2 separate regions of the Macaca mulatta genome follow, and region 2 is linked to region 1. The links are chromatin contacts, called in public Hi-C maps. All regions are on one chromosome and are shown on one strand. Each heading gives the region's core, a stretch centred on a gene start, on an enhancer-like site or on the middle of the called end of the contact. The rest is flanking DNA. Distances are from core to core; before and after follow the strand shown.

The links. Hi-C and Micro-C count contacts between places; a contact is called where the count stands out from the background.
Region 2: a Hi-C map of fetal cortex germinal zone shows a contact between it and region 1, with 2.3 times the contacts expected there. The contact joins the promoter of ZNF827 here to the enhancer-like site in region 1. A contact is called at or near these places in 2 of 14 Hi-C or Micro-C datasets (fetal cortex germinal zone and liver).

The regions. Positions count from the first base shown.
Region 1 is chr5:154,288,618-154,293,340 of T2T-MMU8v2.0, forward strand. It overlaps C5H4orf51 (chromosome 5 C4orf51 homolog), which reads left to right. Exons shown (of 6, transcript NM_001194878.1): 6 at 1,472-1,804. The coding sequence ends at 1,579. Among named protein-coding and RNA genes, the nearest start is that of C5H4orf51, 42 kb to the left of the region's middle. Within about 2 kb of position 2,189, at least 31 of the 40 cell types and tissues checked have an H3K27ac peak or open chromatin away from gene starts, as enhancers often do. A contact at or near this core is called in fetal cortex germinal zone and liver, where this site is marked.
Region 2 is chr5:154,494,182-154,498,904 of T2T-MMU8v2.0, forward strand. It overlaps ZNF827 (zinc finger protein 827), which reads right to left and starts at 2,513. Exons shown (of 15, transcript XM_015139305.3): 1 at 2,053-2,513. The coding sequence starts at 2,095.

The sequences.
Region 1 (4,723 bases), core at 939-3,438:
TTATGTTCATTATACCATGGGTTTGATATTCTCGTTATGTGTTAGGGGAAAAAAAAAAAAACCTCTGACCATTAAAGTAAAAAATGTTATGCAAGTACTACCTAACAGTATCACAAGAACCACCAGTTATACATACATTTCACTTTGGAAATGCTGGTCTTTGGGCATTAACTAGCAAATCTGATACATTTCGCTAATGGGAGAGGGTTGAATGACCCGCGCTGGTTCCCAGGCGACTTGTCTATTTTAATGATGGTCTTCCAGAAATGGTGCAGTTTTTCTCGACTTTTCTGCTTAGGACCTGATAATGTTCCCAGGGGGCATTTCAAACATGGAAAGCCAGTGCGGTGGCAGACTGTGGAGGGAGTTGTTTGGGGGCGTTTGTAGCTGTGTGGTCCCCTGAAAGTTATATTGTGTGGTCAACTAGGGACATCCCTTCACTGTAGGGTTGATGCCTGCTTCTAGGAAGGGTAGATGATTTCCTGAAAGTACATTTACTGAAAGCTGGCCTCTTGGGAGTTGCTTGGGAGAATCATTAACTATTGTTAAATAAATAAATCCCTCTTGCCTACATGGAATTGTACTGGTGCCAAGCAATTCCATTGCCAATCAGTGTCTGCAGCTGTTCTGGGGGAACAGTTGCTTCTCTCTGTAAGGTTCTTCCCCAACCCCTCCCAGAAAGGGAATTCTCTATACTCAAAGTAGCCGCTTTTAAGTCAACCATTCCCAACAAATAAATGACATTACATCCTGCTCTTGTTTTTGTGGTGCAATAACAGACTAAAAGTACATGCATGTGCACACACACACACCCCACAATTAATATGCGGCGCATATTTGGAAAACCTTGGACCTAGAGTCCTGACAAAAAAAAAAAAAAAAATCATGACTTTTTATTTATGAGACAAGGCAAATCTTAATATTTTTAAATTTTATACTTTGAAGGAGATCAAGCACTGAGATATATAAATGCCCGATTTCCTGCATCAAAGCAATAAGTAGAGATTGAATGAAATTTTCAACGATCATTAACACTATTCTTAGTTTTGAAAGTACTTGCTTGCTGGGTAGTGCCTTTGGTAACCATTCTCTAAGTATTTATATTCCTGTGTCCTATCTTGAAGAAGTTCCTGATGGAAACTGGAAAGCAGAGCATTCACATCCAGGAATGTGGGGACTAGAGGAATTAGGGAAACCTGGAAAGAATCTTACCAGAGAAGCAGTGGGGGCCGGTTAGGGATTGCAAGAGTTCCTGCCCTTTTTCTCTCCCGCTTTATTAATCTGGCCTTCCTGACAGAGATACAATATATTGAACAGGAGGGTTAAGAGAGATGGAAGAAAATGCAGGATCAATCCCATCTCCTGCTCATGAGTGATGTCTGGTTTGGAAGAGACCATTTAATTCCCAATTCTGTGGAAAAGTGACCTTTGCAGATGAGCGAGTGTTGACAATCAGGCCATTTTTCTCCAGCTTCATGGACGGTGCGATTCTGAAAGCAAGGTTGGCTCATCTGAGGATTCAGAAGCTGATCTATACTCTGATTATGGCTGGGGAGGACCCTCATCGCCATTTAACTGAGTTGGAAAACGAAGCCACAGTGCTGGAGGCGTGGAGTTTGCTTAATAAACAACTTTGAGGTATGGGGCCCCCCCAACACCCCCCTGCCCAGGAACATCTGGACCCTGGCAGGTTGGCTTTCTGGGACAATTCCATGGGCTTCATTTCTCAATTTGTTCCCTTTTTAATTGGTGGTGAGAGACAAAACGTGTTATAATCTTTATTAAACTTTCCTTTTTAAATAAATACTTGGGACCACATTTATGCACAAGAACCACAGAAATGGTGCTGCGGCCCCGACCGTCGTGGGCTCCGGCGTCACAGAGCCTGTCCCTTGTATCTGGGAGCCCCGGGGAAGGGCGCAGGGGCGTGAGAAAGGTTCTTTGTATTCAGAGCGGTCACCCAGCAGAGCCGGAGCCTTCCACCGCCAGGTTTTCCTCCGCGCAAGGCGCCGCCGGGAAGCGAATTGCCTTCGACCGTCGGGGCGGGGTCGCGGCCCTCCCGCCCTGGCTGTCTCGGTAGGCTGCCCGCGCCCCCGGAGCCGCGCCCACGGCCCGCCCACCCGCCGCCTGCCCCTCCCCTCCCCCGTCCGCCTCTTCCCGCTCCTCCCGGCCCGCCGGAGCGGCCACCTCCTCCTTCCTGCACGGCCCACCTCCTCTCTCCGCGATCCTCTGGCTCTCTCCACGATCCTCCTCCCCTAGCGTCCACGGGCCGCCTCCACCGCCTACGACCCTCCTCCTCTCTTCGCGACCCTCCTCCTGCTAATTCTCCCCGCTACCGCCCGCCTCGTCGTCCCCGCGGAGCGCGCGGGAGGAGGGACCGGGAGGGGCAGGGGCTGCGCGGTGACCCGGGGCGCGGGAAGGAGCCCGCTGCTGTCAGGCCCGCAAAGGGCCCCGGCAGCCGCCGACTTCCGAGGAAAGGCAGAACGGTGTTTGGTTTACTGAAGTAGCCACCTCCTACCCCCTCTTCCTCCCCAGTCCCCGCTTTCTGCCCCCAACACCCCCTTCCATTTACTCCCAGTTACCAAGACCGTCCTTCTCTTAGGATTTTTGTTGAATAGAAAATACAATTAAAAGTCGCAGCACCACCCCTGCCTCCCGTCCCCCAAACTCCTAGTGATTATTTTTGTCTCTTAGCCCTAGGTTGGGTTAAATACATTCCCCGGGAGCCATCTGGTCTGATTCCCGGCAACCTTCGTATGGTTTCCATTAGGCTCTCCAAAAGCATGCGTTGAAAAGGCAGCCCTGCAGCCACTCAGGAACCTCCGGAGTTTTGCCCTGGCCAGCCCCTGTAGACATCTCAGGCAGTAGGAGAGAAAGGCCTTTGTTGAGGTTCCGAGTCTAGTACCTCATGATCCAGGTTTTAATCTCTTAACTTGCTGGCTTTTCCTGGTCCAGTAAAATACAGTTCTCTAAGGTAATGGTTATCATTAATTCATCATTTGTTTTTTACTATATGCAAGGGATAGCTGATTAGAATTCTGTTTTAATTCTAAAAATGAAGTCTTAACAGCTTTACAGATGAGTTGCAACAGTAACCTGGCCGCAGAAGTTCAATTTGACCAGCAGCATTGGTGTGGTGGGGTCTACACCTTCTTGCTTGTCTATCCCCCATTCCTTAATCCCCAAAAGGCAAAGAGCAAATGTTTGCTTGTGGAAACATATTCCCTCACACGTGGGTTAGGGCTTGTATCCAAGAAAAAGGGAACCGGCAGGTTCATAGACTCAGAGTGTTGTAACTAGAATGTTCCTTAGGATTCATCCGAGATGTATGTCCATTGATTGAGGACACTCAGAAAGTGGAGGGGCTTCGGGAAGGTCACATGACTGATGAGTACTGTACTGCGGCCTAATTTGGGGATGGGAGGGTGGGGAAGAGACCTGGGCATCAAATGCTTTATCATATACAGCAAGGAAGATTGTGGTCAAATCAATTCATTAGTGGCACATCCTAGCTCTCCCCAGCCCCTCAGCTGCAGTCCCGTCTCTGTCCTGCTCTGTGCCTCCCTGTTTGGGGAGTTAGAGCCCTTTGCTTTTCTTCCTATTTCCCCACTCCCGCCCTGCCCGTGTGAGTTTTATTTGGGTTTTTAAAACGAAACCAGGTGCTGCATAAAACAAAAGCAAAGTAATAACAAGGAAAGACTATCCAACCCTTGAGGAATGTGCTGAGTTTTATGACTCAGGCTGTCCTGGCAAAGGGCTTGGGCTGACAGCGAGAGGTGGGTGGCACGGAGCACAGACCATACATGGCAGCCCTGGCCTCCCCAGATAGGCATGGCCAAGGCAGCCTGTGACTCATTTCACAAAACCAGAGACTCTTGTTCTTTGTGGAGCAAGACTTCCCGGAGGCTAAAGCAAGATGATCATCAACTTTTCTCCTAGAGCTCCAGAGCCAGTTCAGTCTGATAGAGCAGGGGCCACCCCGGAGTTTGGAGGGGAAGAGAGCCCAGGCACAAGGCCATCCCTGGGAAAGAAACAGGCTTGATGGACTTGGGCGAGGGCTTTGGTGCAGTCAGCAGATGAGTAACATGGAAGTTGCAACGTGACATGAAAATTAGCATGTATTGTAGTGGAGACAATGGCTTGAGAGTTCCAGGTCGTTGGACTGCCACAGTGCCTTGGAGAAGGGGACTGTTGGAGTGCTCCTAAGCCCGGAGGAGGTGTTTGCTCCTCCTGAGTGCATGGAGCACAGGAAAAGCTTGTCAGATGCCAGTAAGGTTTCCGAGGTGCCATTCCTCATGCAATCAGGAAGAGTAACTACGGGCAAAAGTAGTAGACTTTGCATAAACACCCAGAGAGCCACCCAGACACACATCCTCACATTCTGAGAATTCTTTTCAAATGAGCATAGTAATGGGGTGAGGTGTACATTTTTTCTGTTACTAAGAGACAGACTGGGAGAGTGAGAATGCAAAGGAGAATGTCCCTCCTAGCAGAGGTGGTGGGAGGGGTTGGCATTTGGGTGACAAGAATCTGTTTGCGCCCCCTTCATTACACAGGCCTGGGTGAAACGGGACTGATAGGGCTTCTTCTGGCTTCTGCTTCTGGTTTCTTCTTCCCAGAGAAGGCTGTCACTTTTTGAATGAGAATGAACTTTGACTGGCATAAATGAGATCTCTGTGCAGAAGCCCCATGGAACAGGCTCTTGTGTTTCCTTATCTTCTTT
Region 2 (4,723 bases), core at 1,263-3,762, 210 kb after region 1:
CTCCTTCCTCGCACAAAATTTCCCTACACACGCAGCCGCCTGCGAGTGATTTTATGTGCATATATATTACATATGTGATATTATCCTCAGAACCTCTAGCGGGCAGGCGAAGAAAGGACTGCACAGGGGCATTTTCTTTTTTTTTTAAAGGAAGGGGAAAAAAGCAAAACCCAAGCCCTCTGCGTCGACTCCTGCGTACTGGGAAGGGGAAAGAAAGAGGAATGTTTGCTGAGTGGACTGCTTGCAAGTGCCCTTGCTCGCCACTTCGGCTGCGGCCCGGGTGACACGGAGGCGCGGGGGCGCCCGGCCCGAGCAGCCCGCGTCCCCCTCCCAGTCCCCTGGGCAGGCACCGCCGCGGATATTTCGCGAGGGGGAGATCGATCGCGCTGCCTGTCTGCAGCGGAAACGCACACGCTCACACACAACCCGAGCCCGAGACACCATAACCTTAACCCTTCCCCCACCCTCCGTGAACTTCAGGTGACCGACCACGTCGGCCTGACACCCGGGCGGGCGGGCGCTCCGGCTCCACTCCCGCCCCCAGCCCGGGTTTTGTAGGATCGGGCTCCGAGCAGCGCCAAACCGCCGGGAGAGGGGAGTAGTGTGGGGGGAGAGAAGAGAAATTGACCCTCCGTCTCCCCCGACCCCTCCCTCCGGCGCCTCCCGCGTCCCCTCCTCCCCGTCACCCCGCCCCACGCCTTCTCCCCTGCCCCCTCTTCCCTGCATTCAAGGAGCCGGGCGGCCCCGGGGGATATTTTTAGTTGCTTCTTTCTCCTTCACTTTTAGCTTTAGCAGCATCTCGGAACACTCAAAGCGGAGAAAGACTGGGGGTTTGGGGGGAGCTGGAGAGGGAGTGGGGGAAAAGTTAAGAGTCGCGCAAAGAGAAGCCGGAGGGAGGGCGGAGAAGGACCGGGGGCGCGGGTGGAGGAGGGGAAGGGGACCGGGCCGTGCCGGCGGGTGTGTGTCTCCAGTTGGCGTGTGTGGCTGCCGCCGGGGAGGGCTGTGATGCACTTTAGTCCTGGACTCTGCTCAGGCTCGCCAAGGAGGGGGTCTGAGAGCCCGAGTCTCGCCCGGCTCCGTCTGCTCCGACTGACCCCGCATTTTATTGCGGCCAGGAGCCCTGCTCCTCCCTCCCCTCGGCTCTGCAGGGACCTCGCGCGCCGCGAGCCGCCCTGCCTCCTGCCTCCGCCTCGGCGCAGCTCCCGCACCCCACATCCGCCCGCCGCTGCCCTGCCTCGCCCCCCGCCCGGCCGCCCCGCGCCCCGGCGCGCCCCCTCGCCCCGGCGCCGCGGGAGCAGCCGCCCGGCGGCGCGTGTGTACCCGTGTGTTTGTGTGCGGTGCCCCTACACCCTCCCCAGGCGCTCCCGCCTCGCCCGCCCCCGACTCCCCTCCTCCGCCGCCGCCTCCTCCACCTCCGCCTCCTCCTGCTCCAGCCGCCGCCGCCGCTGCCGCCGGCGGCTCGGGGGCCGACCAACCCCGGCGCAACCTTTAGCCAGGGACGGACCTCTCCCTGGATCCTGTACCCGGCGGCTGCTGCGCGCCCTCTCCCCGACACCCCCAAACGCCATGTCACGGCCCCCAGCCCTCCGCGCGCCCCGACCCCCGCACCCTCAGGCGCCGGAATCCACAAGGAATTTTTTTTTTTAAGATTCCAACCTCTCCCACCTCCCCCCACCAAACCCCCGATAAAACCCCCGGCATCCACACTACTCCCCTCCTCCCTTCTCTTGCCCCCTCCCCCCAGCAACCCGGAGTGAGGAGGGGGAAGGGGAGGGAAAGGGAAAAAAAAGCCCGATCTCAAGGAAAAAAAGAGGGGGGGTGAGAGAAAGAAAGAAAAAGAGAGAGAGAATAGAAAGGGCACGGGGCTGATCATCACCAACATGGCTGCCTCAGCATAGACCTAAACGAGGAGTAACCCGGGCTGTGTCTTTGTCAGTTTCACCTCTGTAACCCTAAACTAATGCAGAAAACAACGGAGGAGGCTGCGGAGGGGAAAGAGGAGAGGGAGGGCGAGAAAATGGCACGAGAGGAGGTGGAGAAGGGATGACTTACGTGAGGGAAGGCGCTTGGGCTGCTCCTGCTTCCTCCTGGGCATTTTCCCCCTTTTCTCACATTCTCCTCCTTGGTTAATGTGAGATCAAATAAACCCCCGTGGGGGCAGAGAGGCAGACACTGGCAGGAGCGGGGAGGTAGTTGGGGGGCGGGCGGGCGGGCAGGGGGAAACCCCTTCTCCGGTGTGTGCAATGGGTTGAAGCTTGTTTCCTGGAGCCAGAAGAGGGGTTTTCTTCTTTTCTTTCCTTTCTTTTTTCCTTTTTTTTTTTTTTTTTTTAATTTTTGGTCGTGCACCTGGCTTGTCCCCGAGCGTAATATTCTTCAATGGAAACGGATCTAATAGGTGTGAGTGTGTGTGTGTCCTATGCTCGCGTGTGTGATGGGAGGTATAAATAAATGAGTGCCGGTGCGGCGGTGTCTATGGCCGCGCTCTGTGTCTCCGAGCCCCTAACACTAATGTCGGGATCAAAGGGCAGCGGCGGCGGCAGCACAGCTCACAGCTCGCTCTCTTGCTCTCTCTCTCTTTCTCGCTCTCTCTCCTCTCGCGCTCTCTCTCTCGCTCTCTCTCTGTCACACACACACACTCACACACACACAGAGGCACAGACTGAGGGAAAGAGAGAGCTACACACACACACACACACACACACACACACGCACGCACACACAGAGAGCAAAGAGGAAGGTGCCCCAAGGCTCCCAGGGCGGACTCAGCCTCGGATTTACAACCGCTCTGTCTGGAAAGAATGGGGGGCGCGCGTGCGGGGGTGGGATGGAGTTCTTCACATTTATCCCGCTAGTCACCAAATCTGGGGGGAAAAAAGTTTTTCCCACTCTTTAAACAACGATTAGTTCATTATTTTACTGATTTTTTAAAAGGAAATAAATTTCTCTCTTAACTTTCTTTTGTTTATTAAGCTACATTTTGTTCTGTATGTAATTCTGCAGGCTTTTGTCCCTACCCATCACCTTAAATCTGGAGGTTACTGTCTCCCACACACTCTCGAAAAACATTCCAATAAAACTAATTTTTAAAAAACTGAAAAGACAACATATGGTGAAATCAATAACTTGGTTGACAGTTGACAGAATAAGTGCCCAGTTTTGGAGTGTCCAGTGGAGTTAAAACTGAAAAATGCTCCTAAATGAACATTACAGCTACTTGACAAAGAGAGGAAAATAAGATTAGGTCACCCCTCATGGTTGCTTTAACTGCTACGTGATACTCCTAGAGTGCACACAGCAATCTTTACTTCGGAAATTTACTTTTTCCCCTGCTACATACTGCAGGTATATGAAGTTTACCCTGAACCAATTCCAGTGTGCATTATGAGCCCAATATAGCAGTTTTCATTAACTGATACATACTTTCATTACCTTACAAATCACACATCTTTCTTCAAAGAGAGACATAAAGGAGAAAAATAGAAAAGGACGGGTCTCACTCGAGCACAAAAGGTACTTGGTGAAAGAGGACTGTTCTCTTTGTGACTTGCAGTCATTTGGATAAAAGTTCACTCAGAGGTTGTTAATGATTTAAACTCCAAAACCTGCTACTATAATTGAAGTAAAAATGGTCTGAAGAAGAGTTGTTTCATAAAACTCTCTTTGTAAGAGGAAACTTTGAACTTAGCAGAATACATTATATGTCATGAGTCAGATGTAGCTAAAAAATAAAAAGGTGCATTATTTAACTACATCTTCCCTTTTTAGCTTTTTTAAAACTCTGACTCATCATCTTATTATGTTAAATATTTTCCTACCAATTTTTAAATAGACCTTTTCATCAAAGAAAGTGGAGGCACAGTAAAGATACAGAACATTAAAATGACACTCTATAAGCCTACATGGATAACTCATGCCTCTTTGAGGTTGAGTTAATTTGTACAACTTCAGTGGTGTTAAAGAGAGCCATGGGGGGTAAATTCTGACCTGCCTTATTAAAAATAATAATAAGGCTTTATATTGCACACTTTTATAAGTGAAGCTTAAAGAGTGCTGTATCTCCCAAAAGATGTCTTTCACTGATAGAGAAATCTCACATTCAACCTTTCCCTGCCAACTGTCCCCAAAAGATCTAGCTTCCCAGTAACAAGTAATGCTATTGAAAGCAAGGTTTGAAACACCTGCATGAATTCAATCTAAAACCAAAACAGAGAGCAGTCAAGTTTAAAATGGAGCACGCTGTAATCCCAGCACTTTGGGAGGCGGAGGTGGGCAGATCACGAGGTCAAGAGATTGAGACCATCTTGGCCAACGTGGTAAAACCCCATCTCTACTAAAAATACAAAATTTAGCTGGGCGTAGTGGCGCACTCCTGTAGTCCCAGCTGCTCGGGAGGCTGAGGCAGGAGAATAGCTTGAACCTGGCAGTCGGAGGTTGCAGTGAGCCAAGACTGGGCCACTGCACTGCAGCCTGGAGACAGAGTGAGACTCCATCTCAAAAAAAAAAAAAAAAAAAAATGGAGCATCATCCTTAAACCAGTTCTTCCTCGAATGTTGGTTCAAAAAAAACTGGTAGTTAGGTTGCCCTGCATTATAATTTGAAATATAACTATCTTTCCACTCAGGTCAAATTCAATTTACCATAATTTTAACTATTGTCGGTGACATTGGACTTGAAATTAATATATTAATGATAAATTATAGCCCATCCTTTCCAAGGAGACCAC